Regions from separate parts of the Zea mays genome. Here region 2 is linked to region 1. Evidence: chromatin contacts called from public Hi-C data. All regions are on one chromosome and are shown on one strand. The core of a region is the stretch at or near the end of the contact, and the rest is flanking DNA. Distances in the headings are between cores, read along the strand shown. Region 1 holds the start of LOC103636006. Region 2 holds the start of LOC100278489.

The links. A called contact is a pair of places that touch in the nucleus more often than the background predicts.
Region 2: a Hi-C map of leaf shows a contact between it and region 1, with 3 times the contacts expected there. The contact joins the promoter of LOC100278489 here to the promoter of LOC103636006 in region 1. A contact is called at or near these places in 2 of 25 Hi-C or Micro-C datasets (ear and leaf).

Annotation. Positions count from the first base shown.
Region 1 is chr8:140,981,160-140,984,854 of Zm-B73-REFERENCE-NAM-5.0, forward strand. It overlaps LOC103636006, which reads right to left and starts at 1,984. Exons shown (of 1, transcript NM_001365031.1): 1 at 1,186-1,984. The coding sequence starts at 1,858. The coding sequence ends at 1,427.
Region 2 is chr8:141,156,321-141,160,015 of Zm-B73-REFERENCE-NAM-5.0, forward strand. LOC100278489 reads left to right here and starts at 2,076. Exons shown (of 4, transcript NM_001151751.2): 1 at 2,076-2,409. The coding sequence starts at 2,132.

The sequences.
Region 1 (3,695 bases), core at 734-3,233:
TCAAATTGAATGGGCTGAAAAAACACTTTCTGCGGGTGCACCGGACCGCCTACAGTGTCGGTCGGGTGCACCACCGGACCGTGTGTAACTGTTAGAGCGGGAACTGTTGAGTTCTAACAGTCCGGTTTGCCACCGAACCGGTCTGATGCCCTAGCTCCAAACTGCTCGAATTACATCCTCTCTGCGTAGATGGTCTGGTGTGCCATCCTGGAAAAGGCTGAGGCTCAGCCTTCACACGCGGTCCGGTGTACCACCGGACCGGTTCGACAGGCCAGCCTAGGAAATGCCGAGGCTCTAAACTGATTTATTTCCAAATCAAATTTTAACATGACAAACTTGCAAAATAATTTTTGGGGTTGTTTCTATTAGAATAAGACCATCCCCATATATATGAGAGAATCACTCTCAATCGGGTATCTCGACTTTCATTTATCAAAAATCAATCTACTGTACTTTTAGCCTCCCCTCTCTATATTACTGTTCACACATCTCTCGGTGAGATTCAATAGTGTCCACTACTTTTAGCTTCCCTTGCCGATCCTAAAACAACCTACCCGACAAGTCTTCTCTCCATCGATTTTGGGGTGTTTGGTTACACCCCGCTAAAATTTAGCCCATGTCCCATCGAATGTTTGAACCTCCGTTCCGGATATTAAATGTAGTCGGATTATAAAACTAATTTGTCAGCCGAAGATTAAAAGACGAGACGAATCTAGTCCAGTTGGTTGGGTCTATATTTCATACTCCTATTTAAAAGTCAAACGCTTGATGTGACCTGGGCTAAACTTTAGCAGGAGCAACCAATCACTCCCTTTTTTATCGGTCCACTACGTTGTTCGCTGCATTTAAGGTCATGCATCGACATGAGGCATTTGAGGACTTACTAATATGCTGTCACCTAAGGGGGTGTTTGGTTTGTAGGGGCTAATTTTAGTCCCTACATTTTATTCCATTTTAGTCCAAAATTACTAAATATAGTTTCTATATTTACATATTATAGACTAAAATGGAATAAAATGAAGGAACTAAACATTAGTCCCTAGAAACCAAACATCTACTAAATCGGCATCGACATATATTATAACTAACAAATCACATTATTATTTTTAAGGAAATTGAAAAAAAAAAGACAGATCAAACTCTTGTTCTACGGTGAGATAGCCTTGAGTCTAGAGTCTTTATCTAGGAGAAGAGTAAACATTTTTTTTGTTTTCCGAAAAGGAAAAAAAGAAAGAATAAAACAAACCCTCATGCTACGTCGTACTGTCGTAGCGTGCATTTGTACTCTGCATCTAGGCGAGAACGAAACAGACTCTTTTGTTTGCGAAGAAAAATGAAAAAAAAGAAACAATAATTAGAATCTAATGCTATTGTAAATTCGTACTCGTAGTCCTGTACAGGTCGTAGGCGAAGAAATTCTTATACATCAAGCACTGACGTCGGAGGCTCCTTCCTTGGCGCCACCGGCACCGAGGCGGCTGGAGGAACTGGACGCCAGCAACGGGGCCGATCGCGGCGTGTCCTGGCCGTGGCCGCTGCGTGGCGTGGGCACGGACCTCGGCGAGCCGAAGCTGATCTGGCGCGCGAAGGCCACGACGGCCTTCGCCCACCTCTTGATCTGGCCCTTGAGCCTCCCGGCATCCACGTTCTTCAAAGGCCCACGCCCGATGCTGAACTCCAGCCCCGAGGAGGAGCGGTCGTACCGCCGCGCCGCCGCCTTCTGCTTCCTGCTCCTGCTACCGACGCTGCCGCCCGCGGCCAAGTCGCCCTTCTCCCTCGCCACGGCGCCGTCTCCGTTCTCACGTCCCTCGTTGCCGCGCCGCGCCGGCAGCGACTTCGACTTGCTGCCCACCGACATGGACGACGTCGTACGTCGCCGCGCCCTGGCTGTTTTCTATCTGCGCGGCGGGGGAGCTTGGCCGGTTCCGTCAGTCAGTCCCAGTTTTTCCGTAGCTTCTGAGAATTGGCTTTCGTGTTGGCTAATGGGATGGACAGGCGCGCGTATATAGCTCGCGAGCAGCTGCTGCAGGCTGCAGCACGCGTCGCACGAGAGGGCGCGACTAGAGCAACAAGCGCTCGGTCGCCGAGGCGGCTTTGCCTGCACTACAGGCTGCAGTGCACTGACGTGTGTGGTACTCCAACCTTACCGCGTATTATTTTGGTGATGTTGATGCATAATATAATTTATTACATCCGTTCTAAAAAATATATAATTCTCACTTTTAAAATATTAAATAATTTTAAAAATTAACTAAATCTATAAAAAATACTAATATTTACGATAAAATATAAATATTAATATAATATATCTACATAGACTCATATATTTTAATAATACCATTCCTTCTAAACTCACTCAAACTTATGTATGATTATTGCATCCTTTTCTAGATATCACAATTCGCTGCAACCGCGGTCAGGAATTAGGAAACGGGTCATCCTATCTTTGAAGTGATTGCTTCTTCCACGCTTCCGTAAATTCTTTCTCTGAAAACACGTATATCATGCTCTATATTGGAATGGATCGCGATATGTACGATGTAAAATTCAGGGGGCGAGTAAACAAAGAGGTTACAACTGCAAAAAAATACTAAGGGCTAGTTTGACAACTCTATTTTTAAAAGAATTTTAATTTTTTAGAAAGTATAAACTAATTTATTTTAAGAAAATAGAAATTTCTTGAAAAAAATGCGTCTACCGAACTAGTCCTAACGGGACAAACTAAAGAAAAGAGAGGGAAAAATTAGAGAGTTCACACACTGTGCATCCTTGTACTATAAATAGTCATTTTCATCTGATCTAAGAAGAGAACACTACTACATAAATATTTTTGGCAGATATTGTCCAATTGCTAATAGAAATCATTACTAAAGGTGGTCAAGAAATTGAACCTTCGCCTAAAATATAACTAAGACCTTGTTCGGTTATTCCTATATCAAATGAATTGGATCAGATTGGAAAAAATTAGTATAGATTTTGACTTGCTATGGATTGAAACTCAACCAATTCACTCCAATCCATATGGATCGGAGAGAAAACGAGCAGACCCTAAGTATTTTTTGAGAAAGTTCTATTTATGTATGTCGTCAAAAAAACTGTGAGTCCTCTAAAATAGGTTTATAGAGATAATTTCCTAAAATGAATTTATGGAGGCAGGCCTCTCCATAAGAGAAAGTATAATAAATTGTACTAGGTATGTTATATACATGTCCATGTTATAAAAATCCTTGCTGGCAGAGAAATAAGGGAGCGGGTGCTCCGTCCATCGCCTGGTTGAATCGTTGCACTAAGACAAAAAGAAAACAGCTCTCAGCCCCGTGCGAGCGAACAGGCGAGCGCTTTCCTCCCACGCTCCTTCAGTCCTTCCTCCAGATCCCGTGCGCCCACCACGTCGCGTGCCAAATCACCTCTCCCACCAAAGTCCAAATTCACCACCCAAATCGATTCTTTGCACACCAGATCAAAACCTCGGGCCACATTGAACAACTCAAAAATCCAGGTTGAATCGTCCTCAGTCACCACCTACATAAACACCATCGACGCCAATGAGATGGGTCAGGAATCCAAGAAGGCACGAGTGGCAACACCTATGGAGATTCCTCTGCTGGGGGTTGTGTTACGCATAAATTTAAACGACAAATTCAAATACATATTATATATGTGTTATAACCAAGTCTCACATGCATGACGACTGA
Region 2 (3,695 bases), core at 826-3,325, 180 kb after region 1:
ATTTGCACACAAGACTCTTCTTTAAATACTACTCCCTCATCATTCCAAAAATATAATTCAAGAATCTCAGTGATACTTATCTACTACTACACATTGTGCAAGGGTAGTAGGTGGGCTTGAGGAGAGATATAGTAGATATTTTTCCTGTCATAGATGTAGACATAAACATAAATGTGGTGTAGCGGTAGCTACTGCTCGCATTTTCCTGATGGGTTACATGTTCGAATCCCCTTGGGGCTATGTGTGTTTTTAAATTTTAGCTAGACGTGGGCTATACGGGGGAATGTGAATGAGTTTTGCGGGGAAGGAAGAATGGGAAGGGTAGAACAAGAAATGAGAATGTCAGGAGGGGGAATGGGAAAGTCAGAACAAGGGGTTACGTGTTCGAATCCCCTTGGGGCTATGTGTGTTTTTAAATTTTAGCTAGACGTGTGCTATACGGGGGAATGTGAATGAGTTTTGCGGGGAGGGAGGAATGGGAAGGGTAGAACAAGAAATGAGAATGTCAGGAAGGGGAATGGGAAAGTCAGAACAAGGAATGAAAATGACAGAACAGAAAATGGTGGCAGAACACGAAATGACAAGCTACCTTGTAGCCTTAATAAGCAGTAGAGATAACAAGAAAATTTTAAAATCATTAAATCCCCTCCTATATTGTGTTCCTATATTGTGGCTGGCTCCTAAACACTCCGCCGCCTCATGCCGCTCTCTCTCGCAAGAGCCCCTCCCCCCACTCTCACTCGCCAAAGATAGGGGTGAAAACGGGTCGGATATACACGTCGGGTACTAGATATGAATAGTGTAAATACTCGGTTTTTTCTGATACAGATTCAGGTATATTTTATATTCAGGACGAATACGAGTAATACCCGAATACCACAACTTCGGATTCGAGTCGGATACGAAGCGAGAACTACTTGGTAAATACCCGGATATTCGGGTCGAATACGACACCCGTTTTCTGCATAATATAGTTATAAAATCATAACTTTTACATATGAAATCAGATGAAGATAAAGTTTATATGAAAATTGTAGAGCTCAAAGAGATCTATAACTTTTTAGTACATCATTTTTTTTATTTAAACATATCTTTAAGCCAAAATCATTGAAATAATGTCCAAATTTATATCAAATTAATAGACTATCATTTTATGGGGTTGGGGGCTTAAGGTTATCTTCACTTGTGAACTTAAGGTTATCTTTTTATAGACTATTTATCAGTATTGGTAATCTATTTGCAATTTTTGGTTGACGCTACAATATTTTATGGATTTAATTGTACTTTGATGATTTTCTATGACAAACAATTAATAATACATAAATAGCCTCAAAACATCGTGGAATTTTACGGAGGCATAACATATGTCCATATATAACTATAAAAATCTTTTGGATCATAAGATCTATAAGATGCTCCTCTTCCATTTCACTTTCACTTATTTGTATGAGTTACATGTGAAATCACTGTAAGTATCCAATTTTCAACATAATTATTATTCTACTTCATCATTTTTATATGTAGACTTGAGTTATCTTCGTATAAAATGTTTATTAGTTTTTTAACTCATTTGCAATTTTTGAGTGAAACTAAAATATTTTATGAATTTTTAATATTGTGATGCTGATTCTATAATGTCCTTGTGATTAGTAACTTTGAACTGCATGATGTCAATTTTATCGCTTTCCTTTCCTACATTTGATCTATCATATACATGATTATGTATTGATTAATTTATGTGTTTGTTGGATGATTAGACAATTAATATCATCGGGACGAACTACCCAACAATTATCCGGTAACTACTCGAGTAGTATCTGTTATCCGTTTCTTACCCGTCCAGATTATTTCCCGGTCCTGTTCTGTATCCGTCACGAATCTTAACTATCTGTATCCGTTCATGTATCTGAGAGAAATACATTACAATAGAATACAGAATGATCATGTATTCGGTGTATCCAGTTGTATCCGTGCCATTGTTTTCATTCGTAGCCAAAGACCTGTGATTCTGTGAATTTGAGCCGGCTTTTAGGCTGCTCTGTCCTCTCTCTTTTCGCCCCCTCTTGCGCTGCTTTCCTTTCCTTCCTCGCGAGAACGAGAGGCTAGACCGCATCCAGTGGTGGGGCTCGGTATGGGCGGAAGCGAATGCGCCCTGGGCGACGCCGCTATAGGCGAGGAAACCCTAAATTACGACGGCGATGACGTTGAGATGGCCGACGCCGACTCGGATACGGAGGAAGCCCGAGCAGCTGAGGTCTCCGCTGCAACTGGAGGATCCGCCGGAGGTGTTAGGCAGGCGGAGAAGGACGGACCGGATGGAAAGAAGAAGAGGAAGAAGAGGAGGAACAAAGGGAAGAAGAACAAAGGGAGGCAAGATGGGGCGCCCACCAACATCGCGGACATTAATCGGTAAAAACCCTTGCACTACTCACCTAGGGTTTTGTGTTTTGGGTTACGTATCGATTTGAGGATGCAAAGTTTGATGGGATACCGTAGTATTTTGTTTATGGCTATCGGGGTTCATATAGCACTGGAAGAATTTGTTCAAGCCAAGCAAACCATTTGGACATTTGGAACTAAAAACTGTTATAGGGCCTGTCTGCATCCCTAGGATCGAAACCCATTCTAGGAATTAGATTCTAGGTATTAAATTAGATTCAACAAGAAATGAATTACTCAGAAATGTGTTCAATTAAAATTTCTTGTTTACATGTACATGGAATCCTTTTGTTAGAATCAGTTTCAGTGTTGTTTGGAATGATGATTGGAAATATGGAATCTCTATACACAAGTGTGTTCAGTACAGCCAACATTCATTGAGGCTGCTATTTCTCTACTATATAAATCACCAGTTTCCATGATTCTACATCCGTCGTGCGTCACCCTCTATGTAAAAATAAGGTAAAATTATGCACATTCACGGCCACTTAATCAACATAACACACATTTTTTTTGTGTTTTGTTAAAACAAAATCTACCCATGTGATACATAGAAACCGTAGCAATGCACATGCATGTGACTATTTTTTCACCTTGTTATTGTAGCAACAACAGGATAAGCCGCAGCCCCCCCCCCCATCACTATCTCCCACAGAAAACTCAGCTTCTCACTACCCAATCTTCTGTCTGCAAATAACAATCATGATATCTTTCTACACACAATACCAGAGAGCGCGATGTGGCTTCCTCCTCTGAGGAAGACGAGCATGCCATGGTTGTATTGCCTCACAACGAGGTACTGCGGCTTCAGGCCTCTGTAGACCATTCCAAGCGTATGCAGATACTTGAGCACAGGGGGCACTTCTGTGACATAAAACATACAAAAAAAGAAGCATAAACAACAAAACTTTCCAAAAATGCATCTGCTATTTTAGGAATCAAGTTCTAAAGCATGATACAAATAGAAGTCGGGATGGCTTTTTGTTTGTAAGGGTTCTTCCTCACCTTTTTTTTCTTTCTTCTTAAATTTTTAATATAATGATCCGCAGCTCTTGTGTGTATTTGAGAAAAAAAAGAATGTGTAGATTGTAGTACATGGCAGCACTACTTTTGATCTGAAGAGGTAGACTGTAGCTTTTGTGATGTCTTCTTGGCAGACTTTTGTTTGATAAACAACTTGTTATTTGAATCATGATTGTCTGATTGATCTTTTATCATGTATTGATATTCAGAATCTGCCTTCCGCTACCACTGAT